Linked DNA regions of Mus musculus: regions 1, 2, 3, 4, 6 and 7 are each linked to region 5. Evidence: chromatin contacts called from public HiCAR-type, HiChIP or PLAC-seq and promoter capture Hi-C data. All regions are on one chromosome and are shown on one strand. The core of a region is the stretch at or near the end of the contact, and the rest is flanking DNA. Distances in the headings are between cores, read along the strand shown.

Region 1 (3,501 bases), core at 866-3,365, 2.9 Mb before region 5:
GTGCAGACTCCAAACAGGATGACTCAATTTCTTCTGGTGTGAGTGAAAGTCCCTTTGTTCTTACTTAGGAATACAATTAGAAAGTGGATCTAGGGCTTTCTCTTCTTCATTCTCCTCTTGTAAAATGACTTAGTTTATCGACCCTCTAACTTACTGTGCTATTAAAAGCTGACGTAAATCAAATAGAGCAGGGTGTGGTGGCGCATGCCATTAATCCCAGCACTTGGGAGGCAGAGGCAGGAGGATTTCTGAGTTCAAGGTCAGCCTGGTCTACAAAGAGAGTTCCAGGACAGCAAGGGCTATACAGAGAAACCCTGTCTCAAAAAACCAAAATAAATAAATAAATAAAAATAAAGTAAATCAAATAGGTTGCAAAGTTTTCTGAGGTAGAATTAGCATAATATGATCTTTATCTATGAATTGAAAAAAGTACCTTGAAGTTAATGTTCCAAGGGAAGGGGTTAGGTTGTGGGTCAGGTCTGGGGCTGTGGGTCAGGCTTTCTAGAGTTAAGTAGTGTGGCTGCTATTGATTAGTTTGTGTGTTACAAGAACCTGAGGACTTCTTTTAAGTTTTAATTTTCTCAGCTTTGAATCTCAACTACAATACTCAGTGTGTAGTTTTTTGGGGGGCAGGGGTTAGGCTGGGGGAAGAACTGTAATTAGAAATTTGTTAGCATTTCAATTAAAAAATACATTAAAAAATCCATCCTGGGGCCGGAGGAATGACTCAGTAGTTAAGAGCACTTGTTGCTCTTGCAGAAAACCCGGGTTTAATTCCCAGCAGCCAAAGGGCAGCTCACAACCATCTGTAACTCCAGGTCCAGAAGATCCAGTTCGGTCTTATATCCTCCAGAGACACCATTCACCCAGTCGTGCACACACATACATTCAGGCAGACCACTTATTTATTTATTTATTTATTTATTTATTTATTTATTTATTTATTTATTTTGGTTTTTCGAGACAGGGTATCTCTGTGTAGCCCTGGCTGCCCTGAACTCACTCTGTAGACAAAAACAAAGACAATTTTTTTTGTTTTTTGAGACCGGGTTTCCTCTGTGTAGCCCTGGCTGTCCTGGAACTCACTTTGTATAGTGACTGGCCTCGAACTCAGAAATCCACCTGCTTCTGCCTCCAGAGTGCTGGGATTAAAGGCGTGCGCCACCACGCCCGGCTTCCACTCCCCCTTTCTTATTTGGTATCCGTCTCCATTAAGCTCTCCTCGCGTGCCAAACATCTCATTGCCTTCTTGTGAATAAATAAAACAGCCTCGGCGGGTTTTCTAGTGCACCAGGAGTTGCTGCTAAAGAATGTAAGACTCCGTTCCATCCTCACAGGGAGACATCAAGAGCTGAGAGCTCTGGTGATAATTCTCGGAAGACTAGTAGTAGGTATGATGCTGGAAAGAGCTCTGAGTTCAAGGCCAGCCTGGTCTAAAGAGCAAATTCCAGGCCAGCCAAGGCTACACAGAAGAAGGGAAAGGAAGGGAATGGATAGCTAAGGAAAGGGGCAGCAAGCTCCATCTCTAAAGTAAAAACCTGTTTGTCCTGACTGGGGAGCACTAAAGGCGGGATCTGGGCAGAAATCCGGCTGCCAATGGAAAGCGAGAAAGCCTTTAAAGAGAAAGGCTTGCAAATTCTGCCCTACAGCATCTTGATGCAGATGCATCAGGACCACGTGACACATACATTCCTTCTTTCACTCCTGCGAGTGTCAGGCCCTTTGTCGGTTGCTGGAAAGACAGCGGTTTTTTGTTTTGTTTTTGTTTTTTTTTTTTTTTTCAGAGCGCTCGCGGCGTCCTGCCTGCAGCAGCGCACTGTTCCCGTTAGTAACACAAAACACCCGCGCTCCACCTCAGACTTAAACTTGCTGTTCGAGGGGTGCTAGCCGGGTCTTCTGCAGCCACAAATCCCCCACGGCCTCCGTAGGCTGCTTTCTCTCTTTACTCTGGCTTGCTAAGTCTGAGTGAAGTCTCGTCCCCCGCCTCCCCCCTCCCACCTCGCGCGACCCCGCCTCCTGGCTGTCAAGTGCGCAGGCCCCGCCCCGGGCCCGCGCTTCGCCTTCTCTAGGCTCCGCCCCAGCCCCTTACTCCAGACCCTTGGCGGTTGGACGAGCAGAACCACCAGCTCCCCGCCGGGTCCAGCGGACACCTCGAAGCAAGAGAGCAACATGGCAGCTCCAGCTAAGGGCGAGAACCTGTCCCTGGTGGTGCACGGACCTGGAGACATCCGCCTGGTAAAAAGGGGAAGGAGTGTGGGAACTCAGGCAGTCACCCACCCAGCTCCGGTTTGCCCCTCTGGCAGGCTCAGCAGTGGTACCCACTCCCAAGTTCTGTTGCTCATAGAGCTGGCAGATAGCCCGTGCCAAGCACCCCTGACTGCCTGGGTTTACCCAGATCTCAGCTGGTTACCGGGAGGTGGGGGTGGGGTAATTGTTATCTATCTCTAGAGAGAGTTCTGGTCGCGTGCTCCCAGAGCCTAGACCGGGCGCCAGGCACGTGACCTGTGCCCAGGACCGTTGAAAACTAATCAAGCCTTCGACTCTAATAGCTGCAAACTCACACTGTTGTTATTGCTCTTCAGAAGGGTCAGAGGGAGACTTCCAGGATTAGGATCTACCCAGATCTTCTCTTGTAGACAGTGGAGGACAGAAAAAGGTGGCATGGTGGCATTTAAAAGCAGTGAAGTTTCTATTTAATCCTTTTTGTTTGGAACTGATAATATCCCATAGCAGAATTATTATCATGAGAGGGCCTAGCATTCAGTAAGTGTTAATAATGCATTTTAACTGGGGATATAGCCTGGTGCTTATCTCCTTTAGTCCACATCTGGATCACTACCTTGGAGCATTCATTCTGTTTACCTCTGCCTCTGGCTTTAAACTTAGTTCTGCCCCCTGAACCAAAGTTCAGACATTTGCCGAGTCATCTTTGTGGTCATGCCAAAGTTCCCTTGACAAAGTCCATCTCAGCGGGCATGCAGTTTGGAGATTGGATACCAGCCATCTCTCCTGCACCCTAGAGTCTGTCTCCTTCCCATTCAAAGAACATGTACCAGGAGAGACTCATTCAGATGAAGAGTTCTTGTCTGTTTAATAGCCTGTCCTCAGTGGTTTATCTGTGGTTGCAGACTAAGCATTTTCTGAGTTCCTTAACTCTTCCACCTGTAGACTTCTGTGGATTCCAAACCAAGAATCGTTGTGGTTCCCAAGATGGTAGCCTTGGTTAGTTAACAGCCAAGACAAGAACTCAGTCAGATTCAAATTCAATTTCTAGTGCTCTCTCCAATCACATTTGAACATCTACTCAACATCCTGCATTAAAATTAAAGAGACACAGTGATTTGTGATTCTCATTCTCTCTCTCTCTCTCCCCCCCCCCCCCCCGACAGGGTTTCTCTGTGTAGTTCTGGCTGTCCTGGAACTCACTTTGTAGACCAGGCTGGCCTTGAACTCAGAAATCCATCTGCCTCTGCCTCCCGAGTGCTGGGATTAAAGGCGTGT
Region 2 (3,870 bases), core at 542-3,041, 2.2 Mb before region 5:
GTCTTCCTGTCTCAAGATCTGGGTCACAGGTGTTCCCCCATTTCTGGTCTGTAGTTCATTTCAAATATAGTCAAGTTGACAATTGAGAGTAGCTATCACACCTACCTTACTTCCTCCAGTAAGGTTCTACAGATCCTACAGGTCCTACAACCTTTCCAAAGAGCATTACCAGCTGGGGGCAAGTGTTTAAACATATAAGCCTATCAAGGAATTCAAGATAAGATGAAACAAATCAAGACAAAAGACTCATTTACTTTCTTTACTTCCCAAATGACATCAACTGTCCTTAGATAAATCAGTTGGCTCCAGCCCCTGACTCTTTTTTTGAGACAGGATCTCACATTGTAGCACTTACTGGCCTGTTAACTCATTATGTAGACCATGTTGCCCTTGAACTCAGAGATCCATCTGCCTCTGCTTCTTTGGATAAAGGTGGGAGCTACCACTGCCCAGCTTTAATGGCTCTCACAATGCCCCACACTGAGCCCATTCCCTTATGCACATACCAGACATTAAAATCAGCAGTGAAACATCTCTCTATTCTTCCTATCACCAACTGTGTCAAAGAAAAATAAAGTTAGTTTGGGTTCAGATTGACTAAGGGAGATTTCCCATTTCATTGCTTGGAGGATTAATGAAGTGACTTTCTCAGATGGAGCTAGGAAAGCTTTGGCTGATGGCTATATCGGTTTTAAAATGTGGAACTTTTCTGGTGTGGGAGTAACTGAATGCTGATATAGAAGAAAGAGTTATACAATTGCCAGGAGTCTGTTCCCTGAGGTTTGGGTCAGAACCCAGGAACCTATATTAAACAAAAAAGCAAGCAATCAAGCAAGCAAGAAAACAAACAAAAGCCGGGCGTGGTGGCGCACGCCTTTAATCCCAGCACTCAGGAGCCAGAGGCAGGCGGATTTCTGAGTTCGAGGCCAGCCTGGTCTACAAAGTGAGTTCCATGATAGCCAGGGCTAAACAGAGAAACCTTGTCTCAAAAAACAAAAAACAAACAAACAAAAAAAAGAAAGAAAGAAAAGAAAAGAAAAGAAAAGAAAACAAACAAAAAGCAACCTTGCACTGAATGAATAGCCCGCTAGGACAAGGAAGCTTTCATTTGGAATTTACTATCCAAAGTCTGCAAGTTTATAGAAACCTATTTGTATGAACAATGTTTATCTACTTCATTTGTGAACTAATGATGGTCTTTGTGTACATTTTTCTTTTGTGAGCTTGGGAATCTGAAGGCAGTATGTATTATTATCCTTGTAACCTCAACAACATCCGATAGGTATTAAAAATCCATCACTAAACTACACATATTATACATGTGTATTCATCCCCTAAGAAGGTATCCACATGTCAGATTCCGCGGTGACTAGATTTATGGGGTATGTTCACTTGTTTATACTTTCATGAAAGGAGTTCCCTGTTAACACCTTTCCTTGACTGGCCCAGATTGTATAAAATTGCACAACAGTACAAGAATCCAGGAGAAAATCATTTTGAGGTGCTCTCAGTAAGAGAGGATTAGAAAGCTCACAAGTCTGGACTCTCATTTACTAACCTGCTTCTCTCCCATTCTGAGAGGGGGAATTTTCTTTTGTCTGGCTCTCAGCTGCATCATCTTTTCCAGATCCTCTCCTTCCCATGGAGATAGTCCCTCCGGGTCTTGCAGCAGAGGATGGTGGCAGTTTCAGAGATAAAGGCAAGGAAACAAATGCATCAATGCTTCCTCTAAGCCCCCAGTAAATGGATTTACATGCAGTAGCTAAGGAACAGTCTGAAACAGCAATTGACCCCTGTGACCACCGCTTATTATTCAAGGTGCAGGAATCTCAAGGGGCCCCATTCATCTCTTTGCTGGAGTCTTAGCTGACTGCAGAATAATTACAGGGAATTCAAGTTAAGACTAAGAGAGATTTGTCACTGGCCGAAGGGTACTGGCTTAATAAAACGCAACACACTTATAATTAGTATAAGCCAACTACAAGTAACCTCATGTTTAAATGCAAATTATTAAAACACCTATTACCAAATAAGAAAAACTTAAAAATATTAGTGATTCCAAGCACACGATTGTGTGGTGAACTTGAAAGGCTTGATGCTAATTATGTGCTTCACTGAATTAAAATGAATTGGTGTTATTAATAAAGACTCAAATGATCCACCGTGCCAACCCAACCTTTTACCACTTCGGATTTCATTAGAAATGAACTTTTCAATTAAGATCTGTCGTCTTACAGTCACCAAATTGAGTTTTCTCGACTTACGAGTCAGTCAGACAAGCTTAAGGAAAATGGTTAAGTGCTGCGGGAGCAGAGGAGGGGTGGCGGGTCATACCCAATTTGCCACGACAACTTGCCAGTCTCAAATAACAATATTTCAACTTGTTTCAGAGTGATACAGTTCCCTTGTCTAGGTCTCTGACATTTAATAATTTATTCACTAAAATGGTTCAATTTAAGGGGAACTGAATGAAGATGTTTACACTGGTGGCAGAGCTCTAAAATAATATTTGCAGCCCAAAATTGAAATGGCTGTCATTAACTGCTTTGTAAGAAGAGCAGAGAAAGATAGAAATCAAAATGTTTGAAGATGTATTATTCCCAACTTAGATGGTCCTATGAAGGGCTTTTCTACAGAGATAAGAAAATATTCAATTTGAAATTCTTCCTTGAAATTAGATTGATTTGCCAGTGTTTGACATATTAATAATTTCATGGGTAAATAGAGCTATAATCTGAGGCACAATTCAGCATATATCAAAAAAAAAAAAAAAGTTCAGAAGAGCGTTTACCCTGATTTGGCTGGCAATGTCTTTCACTGGATTGTGATGATTTTGGGGTAAACTTCTTCAGCCTCACTGCGCCCCCCCCTTTATTTTTGATTGGCCCATCTTGCCAATTTACTCATACTTGTATGGAAACTGCCCAAGCTAAACTGGTCATTTTTGTTAGTGTGTAGTCCTGCTTCCGTGCCTTGGCTCATCCCTCTGGCCCCTCCCCTTTCTGTTGGTTTGTTTATGTGTACATTTCCGTTTACGATTCAGTTTGTGTGTTTTTCATTTCAGGAGGAATTTTTCCCTAAGAGCTCTGCTTCCGGGGTGGAGGCCTGTCTGTGTTGTTCGCTGCTGTATTCTGGTGCTGTGACAGAACCTGGTGGTTCTGCCTATCTGAGTGGGTCAGCCTCTAACCGCAAGCCTTCTACACTCTGTCTCTTCGGGTTTTTAACACAGCATAATCCACACTCATTCCCATGGCTGGGCTGTACTTGGACTGTATTCTCCATTGATTCTGCTTCCATTCTCAGTCTAGACTCATCCCACTTTGGGTCGGGGCGCTATGTCTTCCATATTGTTAAGGGCTGACACTTCTTAACAACTGATTGCTGTTCATTCTCAGGGATGTGGGCAAGAGGAGCAGCCCAGGCCCCGTGCCTGACACCTGTAGTAGATGTGCTCAGATCCCCGATGCCCCTGTGCTACAGAGTGGGCTGGCATTAGATGTCTAACTGGTTCTCATCTCAGGCCCTCAGTCCCCACCCTTCACTACGCTCAGCTTTAGGTCCCTGTCACAGGCCGGACCTAGCTGCCTTTCCACCTGCAGTTGACTCTTATCTACTCTTCCTGACCACATTTATCATCATTTTTTAAAAAGGCACACTTTTGGTTTTGGTCATAATATTCCAATACTCGAGAATAATAGAACAAAATTTGAGAAAATTTTTCATAATCTGTACTTTCACTGTCAGAGTGACCTCTCTTCACGGAGTTCACAATACTAGGCTTTTATTGCATTGAGCTACTCTTTGACTTTTAAATCTAAAAATGCCCTTTTCTGTGAAATCTGATTTAAGGGGTTAACAGAAGGCTCTGAC
Region 3 (3,809 bases), core at 1,298-3,797, 2.4 Mb before region 5:
TAAGGAGAGTGTTGGGACACTCTCCTATGCCTGGGACTCTCAGTGGGGAACCTCAGCTGGATACCATAATGGGGCATCCACAGTCAACCTCTGCTGAGAGTGTTGAGCTGCTAATCTGAGGATGTTTGTGCCATGTGTGTATCTATCACCATCATCCACACACCCCACCCACCCTTCTGCTGTTTATTCTTTTACTTTGGCTTCCTGTATATTTAATAAACATTCACTCAAAACTCAAACTTTGGCTATTGTAGATCATTGTCTGGACAATACAATGTTATACATTTTTCAATGCATAATATGTAACCTCAAGAACAAACTCTAACACAAACTATAACATTTGGTGCCTAGCAATGTTTCTGGTGGATAGGAACTAGAACTCTATTTTTAGCATAACTAAGGTGTCTAGTTCAATCTTAAAAGGTATTACATTAAAGTATTTGGAGTGTATAACTTTGATACGTAAAAGAAAATGGGAAAACTAAAGACCCTTCAAAAGACATAACATGACACAATAAACTGTTGTGTTCTTTGCAATCAAGTTTTAGAAGTTGCTTTGAGCTCTGTGTCATATACAGAGGGTCCTTAACAAACAAGTGGCACATTGAATTGCAAGCTGTAAGAGAAAAAGAAGGAAAAGATCAGAGAGAAAAGCAAGATGAATGTGGTACAAACTCCTTGTTTATTTAGGTGATTTTGTTACAGTAAGTTAAAATGTTAAAAATAATAAAATTCCTAACAAGAATTCTCCTTATAGCAAAACAAATCATAAAGACAAGGTAGGACATAACAGTTTATTTCATCCATTAAATTTAAATAACCAGTATTTAAAATTTAATGAAATGTACTTAGTACTGGCCAAGAGATAGAAGGAGCCAATGAAAACTCATAGGATATGGCTCTATTCCAAAGGGCACCACAACACCATTAGTACATGAAACTTATAACCAAGCAAGGGTGCCAGGTGTTTCATCATGTTTACCATGTTGTATAACTCAGACTTTGGAATATACAGTTTGGAATTAGGGCTAGGGCATCAATAGTTCACCAATTAGCAAATTTATCGAGAATTATTTTGGTACTCTATGCATAAGAGTTTCTATTTGTCATTTTTAATTCAAAAGAAGAAAACATAAAATAATGAATGCAAGGAGGAGCTCAGTGCTAAATGGCAGGAGGATGTTTGTTGTTGTGAAATGTCTTCACTGTGACTGCTGAATGAAAGGGAGGAAATAATGAGATAATGAATGGTGTCCACAGTAAAGGTGTGTTTGAGTGTGCTGGCTCGTGTCTGCTGGAGGACCAAGAATTCAAGGCCATCCCTAATTACATATTGAGTCTAAGGCCAGATTAGGCTACAGGACACCTCACCTTGTGAAACAAAACAATAAAAAAGATATTATCCTAGAGCACTTAAAAGATGAATAGGCCTTTGAAAAAGATACTCTAGTTTGAAACAGGAACAAGCACAATGGACAGCGTACAATGCCCAGATTGCACAAGATGTTTGAAGAGTAATAAATTGTTTTCCTATTTGTATGACAACACTAATTATTACACATTCTATAGTTCAGCAACCTCACAGGGTTGAGTTCCATTACAAAAGCTTTAGGGGAGGAATTGGTTACCAATTTTTCTGGAGGTCACCCACCATCCAGAATAATGACTCCCTTCCTCTGTCTTCAAACCCATCAGTGTTTGTTTAATCATCCTTTGTAATCAAATCTTTTTTCAGACAGCCCCACCCCATCAGTTTTACAGACTGTTACCTTGGGTCCTTGGAGTACCCTTCCTATTTTAAGGTTATGTTAACTAGTAGCTTTTATTCGTTGCCATGCCCTCTAATATATTTAGAAGTCTCAAGGATTAGTCTGTGGACATTCTACCGTGGAGAGTTGAGAAGTTACCCTTGAAAAGTGGCTAAAGTGAAACTGAACATAAGATGGTGACAATAGGGAGCCAGTGCATTCCAGGGGCATGGCATTATTTGTTTATTTATATTAGTTTTTTTTTTTTTTTTTGAGATAGCTTTGGCTACAATATGGAAAACTGAACAGGTAACCTGAGGAGCAACTAGAGATGCTACTAGAGGTCAGAGTTTACAAAAGGGTCGAGAATCCTTACATTTGCTGTGGAGCTGAGTCTGTCCAAGTCTACATACTTTCCTTTAGAACTCATGATATCATCTTACAGGAGCCCAGCATGTGCTTTTGGTAATTTGACTTAATTTGTCCAAATGATGCTCCAAGAAAGCCTTTACGTCATTTCCAAGCACTGGAAGAGATCCTCAGCAACGCTCAAGCTCAGAGTTCGTATTGACTCACTTAGCGGCCCGAGTTATAAACTGGACACAACACTGGGGACATTCACACGGTTATGGCGACATCCGGTCCTCTAACCTCTCTTCCGGGTTCCGCCGGCCACCCTCTGTGAAACCGAACCCGCACGCGCACGGCTGCGCCTAGGGCGCTGACACGGGGGGGGCGGGGGGGGGCGGGCGTTCCGGACTTGCAGTAACGTTCTGCGTCGGAAAGCGAGGTTTTCCGCTTTCGTCACTTCCGTGTGCCTCGGCGGCTTTCGTCCGGATGGACTCTGGAACGCGTTAGGTTTCTTTGCCTGTGACTTCTCCACAGCACTCGCCTCACGCAGCGCCCAGTGCGGGGATATGAGTGTTCCTGAGCCACCGCCTCCAGACGGGGTCCTTACGGGGCCTTCCGACAGCCTGGAGGCCGGCGAGCCCACGCCGGGTACGGCTGTTTTGCGGGGCGACTGCCCACAGGGGCCGGGTTCGAGTGGGTGGGACTCCAGCGCAGGCGACCCTCCTGCCTAGAGCATCCTGGCCAGGCAACCCTGGTCCCGCGAGGAAACGCACTGTTGGGTGCGGTTTGTGTTAAAGGTTTGCGTTTGTGTTGCTTTTCAACTGTTTGTCACAGGGTTAGTGGTTGGCGATCAGTCTGCCAGAGAGAAGGTAGATTTTTAGGAAACTGTACAATAGTGTCTACTCATGAAATACTCTGACCTCCTAGGTGACATTACTTCATCCGAGACTCCAGCAGCCGTCCGCACATTTCCAGAAGAAATTTAAGCATTGATGCCCGAAGGCGTCCGTTGGACGAAGCAGTTAATTTGCTATATAGGCAGATGGGCACTGTTTATACCATCGTTTTTGTGAGATTGAAAACACCACTCAAATCATTTTCTGTGAGCATTGGTTCATATGAGAGAAGCTAGATGGAGCTTCTAAAAATAATCTCTGCGTTTCAGAAATAGGAAGCTACAAATAACCCAGCATTTCCTGGCAGTGCTTTTCTTTAATGACATATCCCTTTCATGACTTGTTCAGTCACATTAGTAATACTCTGTAGTACCTACTTGGAACCTGGGCCTCTCTCTTTCTCCCTTCCCCTCCCTTCTCCCCCTCTTTCTCTCTTTCTGCACATAACGAATGGGTGGTATGCATATAAATAAAAGCAGATGTCAGAGAGTAGGGCAGAGATAGGGATAGGTGCTAGCTGCAGGTTCAACTCAGGACTTATTTCATGTTAAACAAGTGCTCTACTACAGAGCTAGATCCCTAGCCTCAGCTGTCTGATCTTCTTGATAATGGTGTGAGCTTACTCTCCCATGAAACTGAATTTGCACTCTTGGATTCAGTTCCCTCTGTTTCATGTAGAGGATTCCGCAGGGCATTAGCATCTATCTCCCCTCAGCAGTGTAAAGCTACCACCGCTAGTCTCTCATTCTCACAGCATGGTGTGTCCATTGTTGTAACTTTACTGCCCCAACACAAGCTCCAGGCATGAATCCTT
Region 4 (3,484 bases), core at 165-2,664, 2.8 Mb before region 5:
TTTCAGCTGTTTATCATCCAGGACAGGATAAAACTGGAATTAAGAAGGAAGGTAGATGTCCTGAGAGACAAACTATTGGGAGTCTTCCTCCAGGGCCTGCAGATCCAGTCTCTCTCAGAATGGACTGAGAAAGAGGAAAGCCTAGAGAGAGGAGATAATGAATGAACCCCATCACTCGGCCTTAACTGGGCAACAGGTCCTGACCACCGAGTGTCCTCATACTTGGGGGAACACTGGAAGGAGTGCGCCTGTACCCCAGGGGTGAATTTCTTCAGGAAGAGCTGGACATTGCCCATCTTGGCATCCGGAGTACAACAGTCCCCCCCCCCCCCTAATCCCACTGGGAAAGGCAAAGGCCAGCGCTCGCTGTGTTCACGGAAGAATCTTAGTTTTCAGCCCCTTTCTGGGCTTCAGACCTGCAAAGATGCCTGGACTCCAGGACCGGGTGGGAGGTGGGAGGAAGGAGAAGGGGAAGAGGAGGGGGAGAGAAAAGCTTTGTGGAGGGAAGAGTCAAGAGATCAAAGGGCAGAGGAGCTGCTGCTCCGGAGAGGGCACAAAGGCCATAAACCGGCAAAGGGAAGGGAGGGGTGCTTCTCCATGCCCGTTAGAAAAAAGGTTCCAGGATCAGGGTTGGACGGGTTGCAAAGCTGAGGACAGAGCCATTGAGGGAGGTCGTCCCTAGTCCTCGGGCCCTAACAGGAAACAGGGCAGAGTTTGGGGACTCAGATTAGTCGGTGGAGAAGCTAACAAAGGGGTTAAAATTTGAGCCCCCGTGTCAGGGACTAAGCTTATGTCAACTAGAAATACTGACTGCGAAAGGCTGAGTCCCAGCCAAGCCACCTTTGTCCCTCCCTAAATCTCCAGACCTCAGACCACCACCCCTCCTGGACACCCACGCCCGGCGCAGCACTCACCCTGTCGCTGCTGGCAGGGGGTCCGGAGTCCGGAGGGGGTGCTGGGGGGCCGGGGGTCTCGACCCGAATGAGGCGGTGCGGGGGTGAGCCGTGGCGCGGGGGCGGAGTGGGGCCAGGGACCGCAGGGGTGGAAAGGGCGGCGGACGCGGACGGGCCCCCGGAGTAGGGGTCCTCGAAGTCGCGGTCTCGCTGCAGCCGGTAGGCGGCCAGGATGTCCGGGGGCGGCGCAGGGGGCGCGGCCGGGCAGGGAGCTGGGGGGCGGTAGTCGGGCTCTGGGGGGGCGGGTTTGGCGCCCCCTCCACCGCCGCCCCCGCGAAAGCCCAGGTGCTCCCGCAGCCACTTTGCGACTCCACCGCTGCCGCCCCCTCCCGGGCCGGTCCCCGCACCCCCAGCCCCGCGGCGGGATCCCCCAGGGCCGCCCCCCGCGCTGCCCTGCGCCCTCGGCCCCGGGCCGGAGCCCGTAGGAGGAGCTCCGCTCAGTAGCATGGGGCCCTCCCAACTGAGCGAGCAGACCGCGGGCGGCGGGGGCGGGGCGAGAGGGGGCGGAGCTGCGCCGGCGGGAGGGGCGGGGCTCGTCGTCAGTGACACGAGGGGAGGAGCCCGCTGCCTAACGGGGACCCGAGGACTCTGAGAGGAGTAGATGGGATGCGGGAAGCAACTGCGCCGAGGGTGAGTCCTCCACATGTCGTTACCCGTGCTCCTGTGGGGCGCTCTCTAGTCCCATCTGCTCTTTGCACCTCCCAGTTTGTGTCAGACGCGGGAAGATGAGTCCCCAGGCACATCCTGCTCATCCTGATTCCTTTCCCCCAAACCCAAAGACCCAAACATTTTCGAAGACGCTGCTCTTCAGATGCGCCTATTACTGCCCTCACCTTGGGAGTACCGCCTACCTCTTCCTATCCCTTAACTCACACCCAAACCTAGGTTGCCTTTCTATCCAGGCAAACTTCTCACGTGGCATGCAATCAGTTCTCCAGAGACACCCATTGCTCCGATGTTTCCACACCCAACCGCCAGCTTCAAATGCTTACAACCCTCGCACAAACAATCCCCATCCACGCTTACACCGGCCCCCAGCAGGCCCACGCAGCCCTCACAGCTGCCCTGCTTTCTTGTGGAAATCCCTCAAGCTCCACCCTGGGTTTGTCAATCTGTCTGTGACAGAATAGAAACAGACAGATCAATAAATCAAGCGAGAAACAGGTCTAATGTTGTCAATCACCAGCCCCTTACCTTCTCAGGGCTCCGATGATGATGCCTAAGAGCCTGGAATTTTGTCTTAGAAAGGAAGCAGGTTCACCAGAAGTATTGTAGCCCTGAAGGCCAGCATCTCTCCCTCTCCCTCCTCCCCCTTCCTCCCCCTCCCTCCTCCCCTCCCTCTCCCCTCCTTCTCCCCTCACTTCATGGGGTATAATAGAGAAACTAAGAGGTTTACATTCCAGAATATACAGTTTAAAATACTAACTACTGATGCAACGGTGAGCATAGAGATGACAGGTTCCTGAGGATATTGTAGCTAACCCACAGGAGAAGGTCTCCTCACTCACCCAATGGGAGGGGATGGGAAAGGCAATGGACTGCCAACTCCTGGGCCAAGACCACGCCCTTGTCCTATCTTAGAAAGGGTGATAGGGGTTGTTGTCATGCAAATTAAGGGTGATGAGCGATCTGAGCACAGCCCTTGCTCTGTAGTCACCTTGCAGTCAGGCCTCCGCTCAGACTCATGGCAATCCTGTTGCTCAAGCTTTCCCAAGGCAAGTTCTGAGGTTGCAGGTGTGCGCCACCACACTACTGGTATTTGCTTAAAAAATATAAAGTGATTCTGGTGGTGGTGATGGTGGTGGTGGTGGTGGTTTGAATGAGAATGGTCCCCATACGTTTGTTAAGGATTGAGAGGTGTAGCCTGGTTGGAGGAAGTGTGGCTTTGTTGGAGTCACCGAGGGTGGTCTTTGAGGTTTCAAAAGCCCATTACAGGCCTAGTCTCCACCCACCTCCTCTCTACTTGATGCTTGTGGATCGTGATGTAAAGCTCTGAGCTACTTATTTTTCCAGCAACATGCCTGCCTGCCCGCCCGCCTGCCACCCTGCTCTCTGCCATGAAGGTAATGGACTAACCCTCTGAAACTATAAGCAAGTCCGACATTGAATTCTTTCCTTCTATAAGTTGCCTTGGTCTTGATGTCTCCTTATAGCAATAAAGCAGTGACTGACACATGATATACACCCATAATCCTAGTAATTGGGAAGTTGAAGCCACAGGATCAGGAGTTCAAGGACAATGTCTTGTTGAGTTTGAGGCCAGCCTGGGCTGCCTGAATTTTTGTCTCACAAAACAAAAACAAACCTGCAATTGCTGAGCCTGGTGGTACACCACTTCAATCCTAGCATTTTGAAGGCAGAGGCAGGAGACAAAACACTAAATGCAGTGGATATGCCTATAATCTAGCTCTCAGAGGCTATAGCAGGAGTCCCTTAATGAATTCCAATTCATCTTGGGAGTGTCTCTCAGAAACCAAAAAAGTGGGAGCTGAAGAGATGACTTAAGAGCACTTAAATGCTCTTCCAGAGGA
Region 5 (3,732 bases), core at 1,099-3,598:
GGGACAATGGGAATGGAAAGAGTCTTGAAATCTCAAAGCAAACCCGCAGTGACACAGCTGTTCCAACCAGACCACCTCATAATCCTTACCAAAGCAGTTACTGCAGCTGTGGACGATGTAGTCAAATACATGCACCTGAGGGGAGCATTCTTATTTAAACCAGCACAGGCAGCAAGAGCTGTTAACCACTAAGTCATCTCTCTAGTCAGTACAGCAATCTTAAAATGTAGATGAGAGAAAATTACCTCATTTTTTTTGAATCTACAAGGAACTGCATTGCTAGAATGCAATAGTTTTAGTGCCTTGCTAGTTGGAGTGTCGTAGCAAGAGGAATTAATAATCTGAGACATAAACTCACACCTACCGAATTAGCATCTGCTGACTCTCACCAACGTGAAAGTCATAATGACATTAAAACTCAAGCAACTGTTTTATTCCATAGTATTAAGAAAGGACACAGTCCTTAACACACTTGAGAAAAAGTCAGCAAAGCTCTGAGCATGCCACTAGAAGAAGAGACATCCTCGTTCCTTCACAGCAGGCTGTTACTCCTTAAGATGTTTTCATAGTTCTAAACTTAAAGAGGGACAACTTTTCAAAAGATTGTCTCATATAAACCCCAAATATACTTGTGTGGCTTCTAAAATATTTGTATTTTATATTTGAGAATTTTATAGAACATGTGATATTCATCTCCCTCTTGAGGTCCACCACCCATAGTCAACTTACTTCCTCTCAACTTCATGCCCTCCCTTTTAAAATAATCCACTGAGCCCAATTTGTGCTAACCATATACTCCTGCCCCTAGGTATGAGGCTATCCACAGAAATTTGATCAACCAATCAGGGGACACACCCTTTAAAATGTCTATTCCTCCTCCAGAAGTAGGTGGGTGCTCATGATCCCCTCCCCATACCATGTTAGAATGCTGACTGGCTTGATCTTGTGCAGGTCTTATGCGGTAGTGTGAGTTCATGGGTAAAGCAGGCTTTATGAGTGAAGTAGACTTGTTCAGAAAACACCGGTTCACTCTTGTCTACCCTCTGGTTCTCATCATCTTTCCTCTTCCTCTCCCTCAATAGTCTTTGGGATTTGAAGGAAATGATGTAGATATTCCATTTGTGGCTGACACTCTGTGCAACATCTTTGTAAGACTGTTTCATTTCCTAAGTGATAATACTCTAGATAGTCATAAAATTTGTCAAATATCGTCACGCCCAAGTTCTCCACTAAATAACAACAGCAGCAATGATAATGTACAAATTCTGTATCTGCATTTTCTCAAATATTAACGACTGAAGAGTTCATAAGATGAGCAATTAAGTTCGTAGGGAATCTACAGGTGCGTGCCAAGGATAGGTTCTGGGAATCGTGACAAAACATGATGGCTGTTAATAATACTAAAGGTGAGTGTGGAGGAACCTCTCGAGGAGAGGTGAGAGGGCCGGTGGCTGTGTTGCTTTAACGTGTTCTGCTTTGCTTCCAGTGAGGTCTGTTTACAATGTGAATATTCAACCACGTTTTAGAAAACCTGCACCGCATCTACCTAATGGTTTTGTCACAATGGTAGTTCAGTATCTTCTTGCAGGAAAGAGGTCAGCTTCAGCGTTTCAGCACTGCGGACAGCTCCAGGGCGTCTGCGGGAAGGGGTGGGGTGGAGTAAAGGGGGCGTGGGTAGTGGAAATGAACACCAAAAGACTAAGTGACGCATCAGTATTCGGTTAAACCAGTGCACTTTTCACACCGTTTTTTTCCTTTGTCTGATCAAAGGAAACATAAAAATCTAGTGCCTTCTAACAACCCGGGACTGCTGTTTCCACTCACAGCGAAATGCCTTCGGCACAGCTGGGGACATAACAGAGACAAGGATTTTCGCAATGAATTAATTAAATCCTCACTACCCCAAGATGCACAAATAGTGACGAACCCCGATTGCTAAGCTTCAGGATGCGATGTGAGTGAAAACGAGCCCTGGTCTCTGCTTTTTCTGACGGACCTGAAAACCAGACCCTGTTGCTGCTGTTAGTCCCTTCCCTATCTCACGTCCCACCTCGTTGCTTTCACATCTACATACTCGCAAATATTTACACATTGTCACATCGGAGAAAGGCACACATGCACACACATTTTCCTGCAAACACTCGCGCACGGGTCCTTCCGCGGCTGCCCGTGTCCTGTCTCTCACCCAGACACAGACATTATTTACACACGTAGGCCAGGAAAGCGCTACCCACGGTCCTGTGACTCCACGCAGGTCCTCAGAACACGCCGTTTACACGAACCGAGATCGGCGAGCACAGACAAACCTGCCAACAAGTCTACTGGCTGGAATTCATCTCCATGGCAACAAACATGGAAGGTGAGCCCATCCATCCCTGCTGCCTGCGAAGTAACTTTCTCCCCCTTCCTCAGCATTCACCAACAGGGTTCCAGCGCCAGTCCCCAGGAGAAGGTGTCCTTTTTCTCTTGGATTTTAGAAACAGGAGAGCCGAGTGGGGGGCAGGGAGAGCTTGTAGGTTTGGTGAGCTCAAATTCTAAAAAGAAACGAATGCCTCTGCAGCTGCTGATGCTGTCAAGAAAGAAAAAAGAAAGAAAGAAAACGTGTTGTGTGTATACAGATTGCTGATGTTTCTCCCATAGTGTCTTGTAGGAAGTTTCCATGCTTCCTGCAGTTTAATATGTAGAAGGCAACTGGCGACAACGCAAGGTAGAACACTAGCAATGGTCTAGGCTTCTTTAGTGAGACATGTTGAGAATTTTCAGATCGACCAGTGCTTTGGAAGGAATGGGTGTCTGAGGAGCCAGCCAGTTGTTCTCTTAAGGAAAATCTCTCAAGGTTGACGTCTCCAGAGCTTTGGGGTAGATTCTTGAAGATCCGAGGTTTTGGAACTCTAGGAAACCAAAATGCATGCACTTCAGCATGATGAAGACATCTGGGTTTGTAATTTAAGGTTTTCTTTTGATTCCAACACATCCATTCCTAAATGATAGCTGTGTACAGATGTGGCCTCAGTAGTGCTTTCTGCTATTGCTTATTTAAACAGGATTTAGCAACCTTTATATTTGATGAAGGGTCTGTTGTTTTTGTACAGAAGAGCTTGTGATTTTTTTTTAAGCTTGAGTTTGCATGTCTTGTTTCATAAAATTACAAGTATCCTCTCATTAGAGTGCAATCATCTTGCACTCCAAGTATAACTATTTCAGATTTAATGTTTATGATGTTATTGCTAGATAAATAAACAAGAAGGAAAACCTGTTGATTAAAATAAAGACATGGGAGGTTCTTAGGAGGTGCCTACACTTTACCATTAGCTTCTGCAACTGCATGCTAATCTGTGGCAATTAAATAACCGTTTTTTGAAAAATGAATTTGATAGCTCCTAATCAGTAAATAATTCACAGTAAAAAATTTACCTACCACATTTACTCATGAACACGAAAGGTTACATAGCAGGTATAAAAATACTCTCTTTAGTCAGTTACTGGCAATAATATGATGTAAACAACTGAGCACAGAGGACGTTGTTGTTGTTGTTGTCAGTTATTTGTTGCTAACTACAAAGTGACTCCATGACATAGGGCCCTTTGATATCTACAGGTACTGCCATGGGCCAATGCTATGACTCATCAGGACTTAGAGAGCCCTGTATCTGACGTTTGCTATGAAAGAAAAGAGACACATTGAATGTGCTTGCTCACTACCAAAGTATCGAATCATTAATTCAAAATTAA
Region 6 (3,612 bases), core at 1,043-3,542, 2.3 Mb before region 5:
GAGGGTAAGAACAATGGAGGCATGCACATCGAACGTATTGCCTCTGCCATAGGCAAGGTACATTTTCCGCTGGACTTTGCTTACAAAGCAACAAGTTCAAAGACAGAATAAAGAACATCTGTGCAGAAATGACAAATCCAAGGCCTTCTGAGGGCAGCTCTGTGTGACTACCTTGGTTGTGCATCTGTGATGCTGGTTCTGTCAAAACGATGGGTTGGGAACGGCAGTGTTGATTTGTCACCAGGAATAATTTCATTCTGGTTTTATTTTAATTTAGGTTTTTAAAACCGAGAGGCTTGTTTTTATTTAGAAGTGTTATCGCTTCTGTAATTAACCTCATATTACAAGCTGAATCACTTCCTGCCTAGACTAATTTGAGCAGGGGAATAGAGAGCCGGATGAGAAGCAGGATTAGAAGCCGGGGAAGTCAGAAATCCCTGGAAAGCTGTCAATCAGGCTCATTGGATGTTGCAGAGGGAAAAGGCAAATACTTATTTATCAGAACTGGAATGCCAGCTCTGGTTGCTGGGGACTCAGTGATAAGGGCATTTAGGAGGGAGCAGAGTACAGCAAAGAGGGCAAGGCAGACAGTGACTCTGGGGTGGTCCAGTGGGGATCAGACGCAACCACCATGGCTGGTGGGCTGAAGGTGACACCAGGAGAGCCTTGGAACTATCCAGGCTGGTGCACCTCAGCTGCTGACCTCAGTATTGGCAGTAAGTTTGACGGATAGGACCTATTCCTGAGGGATCAGCATAACTGGTCAGGTGACATGGATTCTGGATCCCTGAAGAACTAGCAGACACAAAGGCAAGGGATTGGGAGCTGAGGATGACAAGGACACCAGCAGACAGTGAAAGCTTTTGTTTTAACAAAGCAAGGCAAGACGGTGGCTTGGACACAGATCTGGGGTTCACAGATCTGGGTGAGGGGCATCTCCAGGTTCGACAGATGGTCCTTTGATTTCTCTGGCAGTCCATTAGTTACAGAGCTGATGATAGACCAAAGGCTCCCAGCTGTGGGTTTGAAAAATGCAGAGGTGGGAGCCACTTTCTGTGTAACAGATTTGTGTGTGTATCTCTCTCTCTCTCTCTCTCTCTCTCTCTCTCTCTCTCTCTCTCTCTCTCTCTCTCTCTCTCTCTCTCTGTGTGCTTGTGTTCATTGCATGTGGAGGTCACAGAACAAACTTGGAAATTGTTCCTCCGTCTCTGTCCACCTATTTTCTTTTGTTCTTTCTGAGACAGAGTCTGTCACCAGCCTAGAGCTTATCAAGTAGGCTTAGGCTGCTGGCCTCTGCCTCCCAAGAGCTAGAATTAGAAGCTTATCTCACTGTGACCAGCCTTTTTACATGGGTTCTGGGAACTAAATTCAGGCTCTCATGCTTCTGACTGAGCCATTTCCCAACCCTACGGCCATCAATTCTACTTGAATACATCCATATCCTCTTACAAGTCTATTTTGCACGCAGGAAAACCACACCAACTCTCCTTTTCTCTAGTAGAAATGACCCTGGAATGTCTATCATGTCAAGCAATTCTAGGGGCTCAGAATTCACATTGCACTGGTCTCCCCCAATCCCCGTAGGAGTTCCAGTACAAAAAAAAATCACAAGACAAAAACTGTTAAAAATCACCCAAGTACAAGTAAGCAGTTCTATACTAAAAGCAGGTAGCAGACACCAACTATTGCAGTGATTTCTAAACCAGAGCCCAAGGCCAAGGGGAAACCTGGTAGGACAAGGGCAGGTGGTGTGACTTTTGACACTTCCAGAAGCTCTGGCTGAAGCCATGATGATCGGATCTCCTACAACCCAAGGAAAAAGACAACTCAAAATTCACCGCGGTTCAAGTATGCCCCAGACGACAGATAACTGAACTTTCCCTCAACCAGAAGCACAGGGCTGAGGCCTGTGCATTTGTGAGACTGTCCTATGAGGCAGAGTCACCTTTTCCAAAAAAAGGATTCTCTCGATTTTTGACAACCGTGTATCTTAGCTATTTACATATTTTCCTTGACTTTGCAGTCACTACTCAGGCGTCTGTTTCTCGCCTCTTCCTTTCTGTAACCCATGAGGCTTTGCGAATCTTTGGGAAACTAAACAGGGTGGTTTGAGTTCCTGGCCATTTCTCCTGAAGTGCTCTGGAGCTGCGAGCTCGGGACTGAGCTCTGCCTGATCTGCAGTATGTTCGCAGCTCCTACTAAGCTTCCGGAGTTAGACTGTGAAGGAAGCCGGCGTAGGGTCTGATCTGTCATCCAATTAGAATTCCCGAGTTCGGTCAACACAAGGTCACAAATGGAGATTGTGTCTTGACAGGCCTTGAAGGGAAGTGAGAATAACCAGGCTTTGATTTGCACCTCTGGTCACCACAGGTTCCCAAAGATGTCATTTTTAGATATTTCCTGTGTTTTCCTTCAGAGTCTCAATACGTCAGGCTGATCTAAATGAAGAACTAAATTAAAACCGTCATTTCAGCTCATAAATAACAGATGTCTAATGCATTTAATTATTTATAGTCTCGAATCTTTCAAAAATGAAAATGACTATACACATTTTTAATGCAGTTCTTGGTAATTTACCGGCTGACTGATAAGATTTGCTGATAATCCTGCCTTGCAAACATGAAAAATAAAACTGAGACGGGCTCGCTTATTTCATGAGACTGCTTCTTTGCTCCCTTGTGGCTTTGACAAAATTTAAATTAAAGTGAAATCTAATCACAACAAAATGATGTTCATATACTCATACTAATAATTGAGTTTTCCTAGATTGCATGCTAGGTGCTTGGCTGCCAGAGACTTTTACTATGTCTCAAAAAACACTATCCTTCTGTAAAACATTTCTTTGTCTATGGTGTCAATAATTAGGGTTTAATAGGAAAAGCCTCCTGAGCAGGTTTCTTAGGTCAAAATGGTAAGTTTTACACAGTACGGATAAAGACGGCCATTGCTTATCCCATTGGTGACCCCAGGAACCCTTCTTCACCAGAAAAGTTCACATTTCCCTTTGAATGCAGAATCCTTCAGGTCTCTTTAAGTCTCCATAGTAATAACTTAAATTGCACTCAAAGCATAACTAGCTATGGACTGCTTTCTGGGTGGGCCCAAGGTAAACCTTTTTTTTTCCCTAGAGGCACACTAAAAAGTGAACCCTTGTGTGGGACGGGGGGCGGGGGGGGGAGAGGGGGTAGTGGTGGAAAGGGATGTCATAAAAGCCACAATTTAAATCATAATTTTAAAGTTCTATAGCAGTTAAAAGGTTGGGTAGATGATTAAAGTCCCCAAGGCTTGGGTTCTGTATTTCTAGAATGGACATAGTTGTATGTGTTTTCCAGGGATGTTATAAAGACCAAATTAGGCAACATACATACAACACTTGCACTCAGCCCATAATATCAAAGAAGTTTGTTCCTTTCAGCTGCAAATCCGTGCACCAACATCTTCTAGAGCCTATTTTTCCTTCAGCAAAGCTCTTCATTGGCGTCTCTGTTCTGACAGGGGCCATCTCTCTAGTCACTGCTTCTCCAGTGTGTGCCTTGGGATGAGGCTGTTGGTCTACAGAGCAAGGCCTGGTTCCCAGCTAGACTGCAGTCATGTATAACATTGGTGGAACAT
Region 7 (3,763 bases), core at 809-3,308, 2.5 Mb before region 5:
AACAAGAATGACAGACATTAAAAGGAAGAAAAGAAGGCTTTGGCTTAGAGGTGTCTGGCAACTGAAATTCTAGCTGTGCCAAGTGAGAGGTCCTGTGGCAATATCTTGTGGAGTTCCTAGTGTAGATCTAGATTGGATGGCAAGAAGGGAAGTGGTCTGGACTTGAGTGAAGGAGGGACCAGAAGCTGTGAAGATGGCTATGGATACTGGGCAAAAAGTGACAATATGGAGGATTATCCAAAGTTCTCCTAAACTCCCAGGGAGGTTTCCAGAGGGAAGAAAAAGGTAAATACCAAATACTGGAGCTATCAAGCAAAATACCTTAAAAATCACTCCCCTGCCCCAGAGGAGTGAAGGCAGTTGCAGAGGAGAGGTACAGTGGAACGCAGGCTGCAGACGCTGAGGACCTGCTGAGGACTGGCTCCCAGACCCATGGTAGCCCTGGCTTACCTTCACCTCCACTGTGAATGGTGGCACACAGGCATTTTCAGCTCTGCCCACTATCACTTCCTCTAAAGGGTCCCATTCGTTGTAAGAGGAGACAGGGCAGTCCTTGGGCAGAGGATGGGTGGCCTTGTCTTCAGCTGCACAGGAATTTCGGGAGGAAGCTGTAGCTGCCTGGGTGCTCTGGAAAGTTCGCTGCACCCATCCTGTTAAGGATCCTCCAAGCTTAAAAGCAAACAAACACACACACACACACAAACAAGGTATGGTTAAAGTGTGAGACTCAGGATAACACAGATATGTACTTGAGGAGACCCTAAGATGTTGACTAGTAGAGGGGTTTTGGGTGATTAAAAAAAAAACCCACATAACTTTTTGTTGATGATAGACTGATTTTGTTTTTGTCATATGCTGTAATCTTTTAGAACTCCCAGAAAGATCTGGTTCCCAGCAACATGTTTCCCATATCTATCTCAAAGTTTTTGCAAACTAATTTTCAGAAACTTTCTTAGAAGATAGGCCATCCTCTTCCTCAAGGAAGTGCCCAGTAAGTACCGGCAATGTCCAACTGAAGGAGGAAGTCTTGCTTTTTCAGTTTGGAAGGTTACCAAAACGGAGTTCTTTTTACTGTAAATAACATGGGATCTGAAAAGACCTTATCTTTCAGAATAAGCAACCCCAACCTTTTTTTTAATCACTTTTTTTTTTCATTTCAAGTCAGAGATGACTGTCATGTGTACCATAAGGATTAACCCAGGCAGGCACAGAATGTAAACTTAAAAAGAGATCTAAGCATATTAAAAACCTTCTTTCTTTCTTCCTTCCTTCCTTCCTTCCTTCCTTCCTTCCTTCCTTCCTTCCTTCCTTCCTTCCTTCCTTTCTTTCTTTCTTTCTTTCTTTCTTTCTTTCTTTCTTTCTTTCTTTCTTTCTTTCTTTCTTTCTTTCTCTCTTTCTTTCTTTCTTCTTTTTAAGACAGGCCTGTATAACCTAGCGCAGGAAGATTCCCTTACCCACTCCCCCTGGCAAACCTCATCCCGCCCCCAAACTCTATCAGGCTGTTAAAAGTCCTCTAAGAAGGGAGCTAGAGGGACTCTTGGGTGGAGACCCAAAGCAAGAGAGCAAATGACAGCTGTTCAAGAACCAGCTGCTGGCAGAACTCATCTGCCAGAGCTATTCCTGTCAAGGAGCAAGGGAGGGTCTGCAGGCATGGGCTCGGATATCCCAAGGAAGCAGAGGGCCTGGCAGAGCAGCAGGTGGGGGACAGGATGGACTCATTCCAACTTCCCCGGTAAAGCCCAGGGATCCCAGAGTTTCAGCTGGAGCCGGCCTGTAGGCTCCGTCCATGCCCTCACATGCATCTTCCCAGAAAACGCCCTCACGGGCTACGGAACACAGACCACGCCACCCTGTTACCGGGGTGTCCAGTCTCCCTCTGGGTCCCCATCCTGCATCCCGCAGAGGTCCCGAGGCAGCGTAGGGACTCACCCGAGAGCCGATGTAGTGCACCGCCTCGGCACCTCGGCTGCCTCCGCGCAGACACCGCACCCGTAGCATCGCCCCGTCTCTGCTGCTCCGCGTGCACAAGGTCCTAGTCGCCAAGCTCGCGCCAGCTCCCAGCCTGCGGCCGCGCGCGCTGCTTTTGTAGCCGCGCCCAGGGCCTGGCCCATTGGCTGCCAGGAACAGGTGGCCTCGGCGTCCGTGGGTCACGTCCCGGGGCTGGCCCTTTTTTTTTTTTTTTTTTAGCTCGTGCCTCCCGTACTGGCTCAGGTCAGCGGCGGCGAAGACCCATGAAGAGGCTACCCAATGCCTAGCAGGGATGATGGTTCCTTAGTCTCTCTTGTTGGAAGTCCATTTTTCAACCTGAATGTGTAAACCCCAAGGCCAGTCTTAGTCCATGGGCCACTGAGTGGAACGGCCCCGAGTTAGCTTCCAAGTTTGTCGACCTGAGCCTATGTGGTGGTGGTCTTTAGAACACTGGTGGTCTTTGGCTAGGTGCTCCTGCTTTGAGAAACTCAGTTATGAAAACAGGCAGATAATAATAAGTCAAAAGTAATAAGGAGTGGGGGAGCTACAGTTAGCTTCTGCTTCTGAGGCACATCTTAAAAGGTTTCTTTCAATATGACTTGGGTGCTTGATTACAAAGTAGTTCCCTTAACTGGATTTGTAGAACTAAAACTAGAGAACTCAAATAGACACATCACTTCCTAGCAGAAGGGGCAGATTTGAGTACTTCTTGCCTGGCTGTGTCGTCCAGTCTGGCTTCCGGCCCTCCATTCTCCTGGATCCCGCGATTATAGGCTTGTATGATGAGCACCCCCCACCCCCCTGCCGGCTTCTCTGTGTTGTGTTTTCTAGAAACTGAGAACGGTGACATTGATAGTCCCTGGTCCACGAGCTAACCAGAGACCAAAATAAACGGTGCCGGTAAAGTCTAGGCAACTCTTAAGAGTCGTATGATTACGAGGTAATACTCAACAAAGAGGTCTCAAGGTCCTGATATGGTGAAGGGAGCCAGTGAGTCTAGGTTCCTATCTTAGCTCTGTTCTTAAAATGCTGTGTGGCTTGGAAGCACAACCCTGGACCTTTCTATCAAAGGCTCGCTCCTTCTGCTAGTGAGGGCTTCGGGGAATCTGAAGAATTTCTCAAAACTTAAAACTTTTACCCAATAGATGAACTCAATCAACTCTGGGGACTATGTCTTTGGGTGTACTTAGGGTGACCAGAGATGTACCCTTCTCAGTGAAGGGATTTAAAAAGATGGTTAAGGTTCAGGATATAGCTTAGTAGAAGAGTGCTCTCACTCACCTTGTATTTAAAAGCAGCCAAACAACCGAACCAACCAAACCAGCCAAAACAAACCTCACCACAAACCTTGTAAGAGCCAGCATAGTGGTTCAGTCAACTTTGTAAGTTCCAGGAGGGCTTGGTCTGTCTGATACTTTGTTTCAAACAATGGCTGGTAAGTACACATAAGAAGACTTTCACTTTGCTTGGTTTCCAGTTTTGTCAGAGATCTATAAACACCTCATGACCCTCATTGAAGACATTATTTTTATTTTGAAAGTGCAAGATCTAAAAGTATCTGACAAAAATTAGGGGGCAATTTAGCTTTAGACAATGGGAAATGCTTACAGCCAGACTGACACCCTCATCTCTTGTAATCCAGGAGAGGAGCAGAGGAGAGAGCAAGCCCCACACACCAGCCCTACTGTTATCGAAGCAAATTAAACCACCCCCCCTAGACTTTGTTTTTTTCTATTTAGAGGATTGAAAAGAATAAAATCAGGGAAAAATTTAACACTCAAGTTCAAATAAGGTA

What was found. Promoter capture Hi-C pulls out the DNA fragments that hold promoters and counts their contacts. HiCAR-type assays count read pairs that join an accessible place to other places. HiChIP or PLAC-seq counts read pairs in DNA pulled down with a chosen protein or histone mark.
Region 1: a HiCAR-type map of astrocytes shows a contact between it and region 5, with 7 times the contacts expected there. The contact joins the promoter of Sord here to the promoter of Ctxn2 in region 5. A contact is called at or near these places in 1 of 39 promoter capture datasets (pre-B cells) and 2 of 115 datasets of contacts at active chromatin or transcription factors (astrocytes and embryonic stem cells).
Region 2: a contact with region 5 is called in a promoter capture Hi-C map of second pharyngeal arch cranial neural crest, with 8 times the contacts expected there. The contact joins the enhancer-like site here to the promoter of Ctxn2 in region 5. A contact is called at or near these places in 7 of 39 promoter capture datasets (3T3-L1-derived adipocytes, cranial neural crest, frontonasal cranial neural crest and 3 more) and 3 of 115 datasets of contacts at active chromatin or transcription factors (embryonic forebrain, embryonic midbrain and forebrain).
Region 3: an H3K27ac HiChIP or PLAC-seq map of SST interneurons shows a contact between it and region 5, with 22 times the contacts expected there. The contact joins the promoter of Bloc1s6 here to the promoter of Ctxn2 in region 5. A contact is called at or near these places in 5 of 39 promoter capture datasets (cranial neural crest, liver, maxillary cranial neural crest and 2 more), 4 of 115 datasets of contacts at active chromatin or transcription factors (SST interneurons, embryonic stem cells, forebrain and 1 more) and 1 of 9 other capture datasets (adipose tissue).
Region 4: a promoter capture Hi-C map of hippocampal neurons shows a contact between it and region 5, with 4 times the contacts expected there. The contact joins the promoter of Shf here to the promoter of Ctxn2 in region 5. A contact is called at or near these places in 5 of 39 promoter capture datasets (cranial neural crest, embryonic stem cells, hippocampal neurons and 2 more) and 4 of 115 datasets of contacts at active chromatin or transcription factors (astrocytes, embryonic stem cells, forebrain and 1 more).
Region 6: a promoter capture Hi-C map of second pharyngeal arch cranial neural crest shows a contact between it and region 5, with 9 times the contacts expected there. The contact joins the enhancer-like site here to the promoter of Ctxn2 in region 5. A contact is called at or near these places in 5 of 39 promoter capture datasets (cranial neural crest, liver, pre-B cells and 1 more) and 2 of 115 datasets of contacts at active chromatin or transcription factors (embryonic forebrain and embryonic midbrain).
Region 7: a promoter capture Hi-C map of pre-B cells shows a contact between it and region 5, with 5 times the contacts expected there. The contact joins the promoter of Gatm here to the promoter of Ctxn2 in region 5. A contact is called at or near these places in 9 of 39 promoter capture datasets (the 3T3-L1 cell line, the C10 cell line, cranial neural crest and 6 more) and 1 of 115 datasets of contacts at active chromatin or transcription factors (astrocytes).

The regions. Positions count from the first base shown.
Region 1 is chr2:122,232,724-122,236,224 of GRCm38.p6, forward strand. Sord (sorbitol dehydrogenase) reads left to right here and starts at 2,116. Exons shown (of 9, transcript NM_146126.4): 1 at 2,116-2,235. The coding sequence starts at 2,170.
Region 2 is chr2:122,903,765-122,907,634 of GRCm38.p6, forward strand. No RefSeq gene overlaps it. Among named protein-coding and RNA genes, the nearest start is that of Gm34430, 25 kb to the right of the region's middle. Within about 2 kb of position 1,792, at least 10 of the 459 cell types and tissues checked have an H3K27ac peak or open chromatin away from gene starts, as enhancers often do. A contact at or near this core is called in second pharyngeal arch cranial neural crest, where this site is marked.
Region 3 is chr2:122,735,958-122,739,766 of GRCm38.p6, forward strand. Bloc1s6 (biogenesis of lysosomal organelles complex-1, subunit 6, pallidin) reads left to right here and starts at 2,548. Exons shown (of 5, transcript NM_019788.3): 1 at 2,548-2,747. The coding sequence starts at 2,666. It overlaps Bloc1s6os (biogenesis of lysosomal organelles complex-1, subunit 6, pallidin, opposite strand), which reads right to left and starts at 2,405. Exons shown (of 2, transcript NR_156706.1): 1 at 2,125-2,405.
Region 4 is chr2:122,367,733-122,371,216 of GRCm38.p6, forward strand. It overlaps Shf (Src homology 2 domain containing F), which reads right to left and starts at 1,415. Exons shown (of 7, transcript NM_001374011.1): 1 at 915-1,415. The coding sequence starts at 1,400.
Region 5 is chr2:125,134,344-125,138,075 of GRCm38.p6, forward strand. Ctxn2 (cortexin 2) reads left to right here and starts at 2,349. Exons shown (of 2, transcript NM_001162934.1): 1 at 2,349-2,937.
Region 6 is chr2:122,854,264-122,857,875 of GRCm38.p6, forward strand. No RefSeq gene overlaps it. Among named protein-coding and RNA genes, the nearest start is that of Gm34430, 74 kb to the right of the region's middle. Within about 2 kb of position 2,293, at least 6 of the 459 cell types and tissues checked have an H3K27ac peak or open chromatin away from gene starts, as enhancers often do. A contact at or near this core is called in second pharyngeal arch cranial neural crest, where this site is marked.
Region 7 is chr2:122,609,219-122,612,981 of GRCm38.p6, forward strand. It overlaps Gatm (glycine amidinotransferase (L-arginine:glycine amidinotransferase)), which reads right to left and starts at 2,059. Exons shown (of 9, transcript NM_025961.5): 1 at 1,930-2,059; 2 at 451-669. The coding sequence starts at 1,998.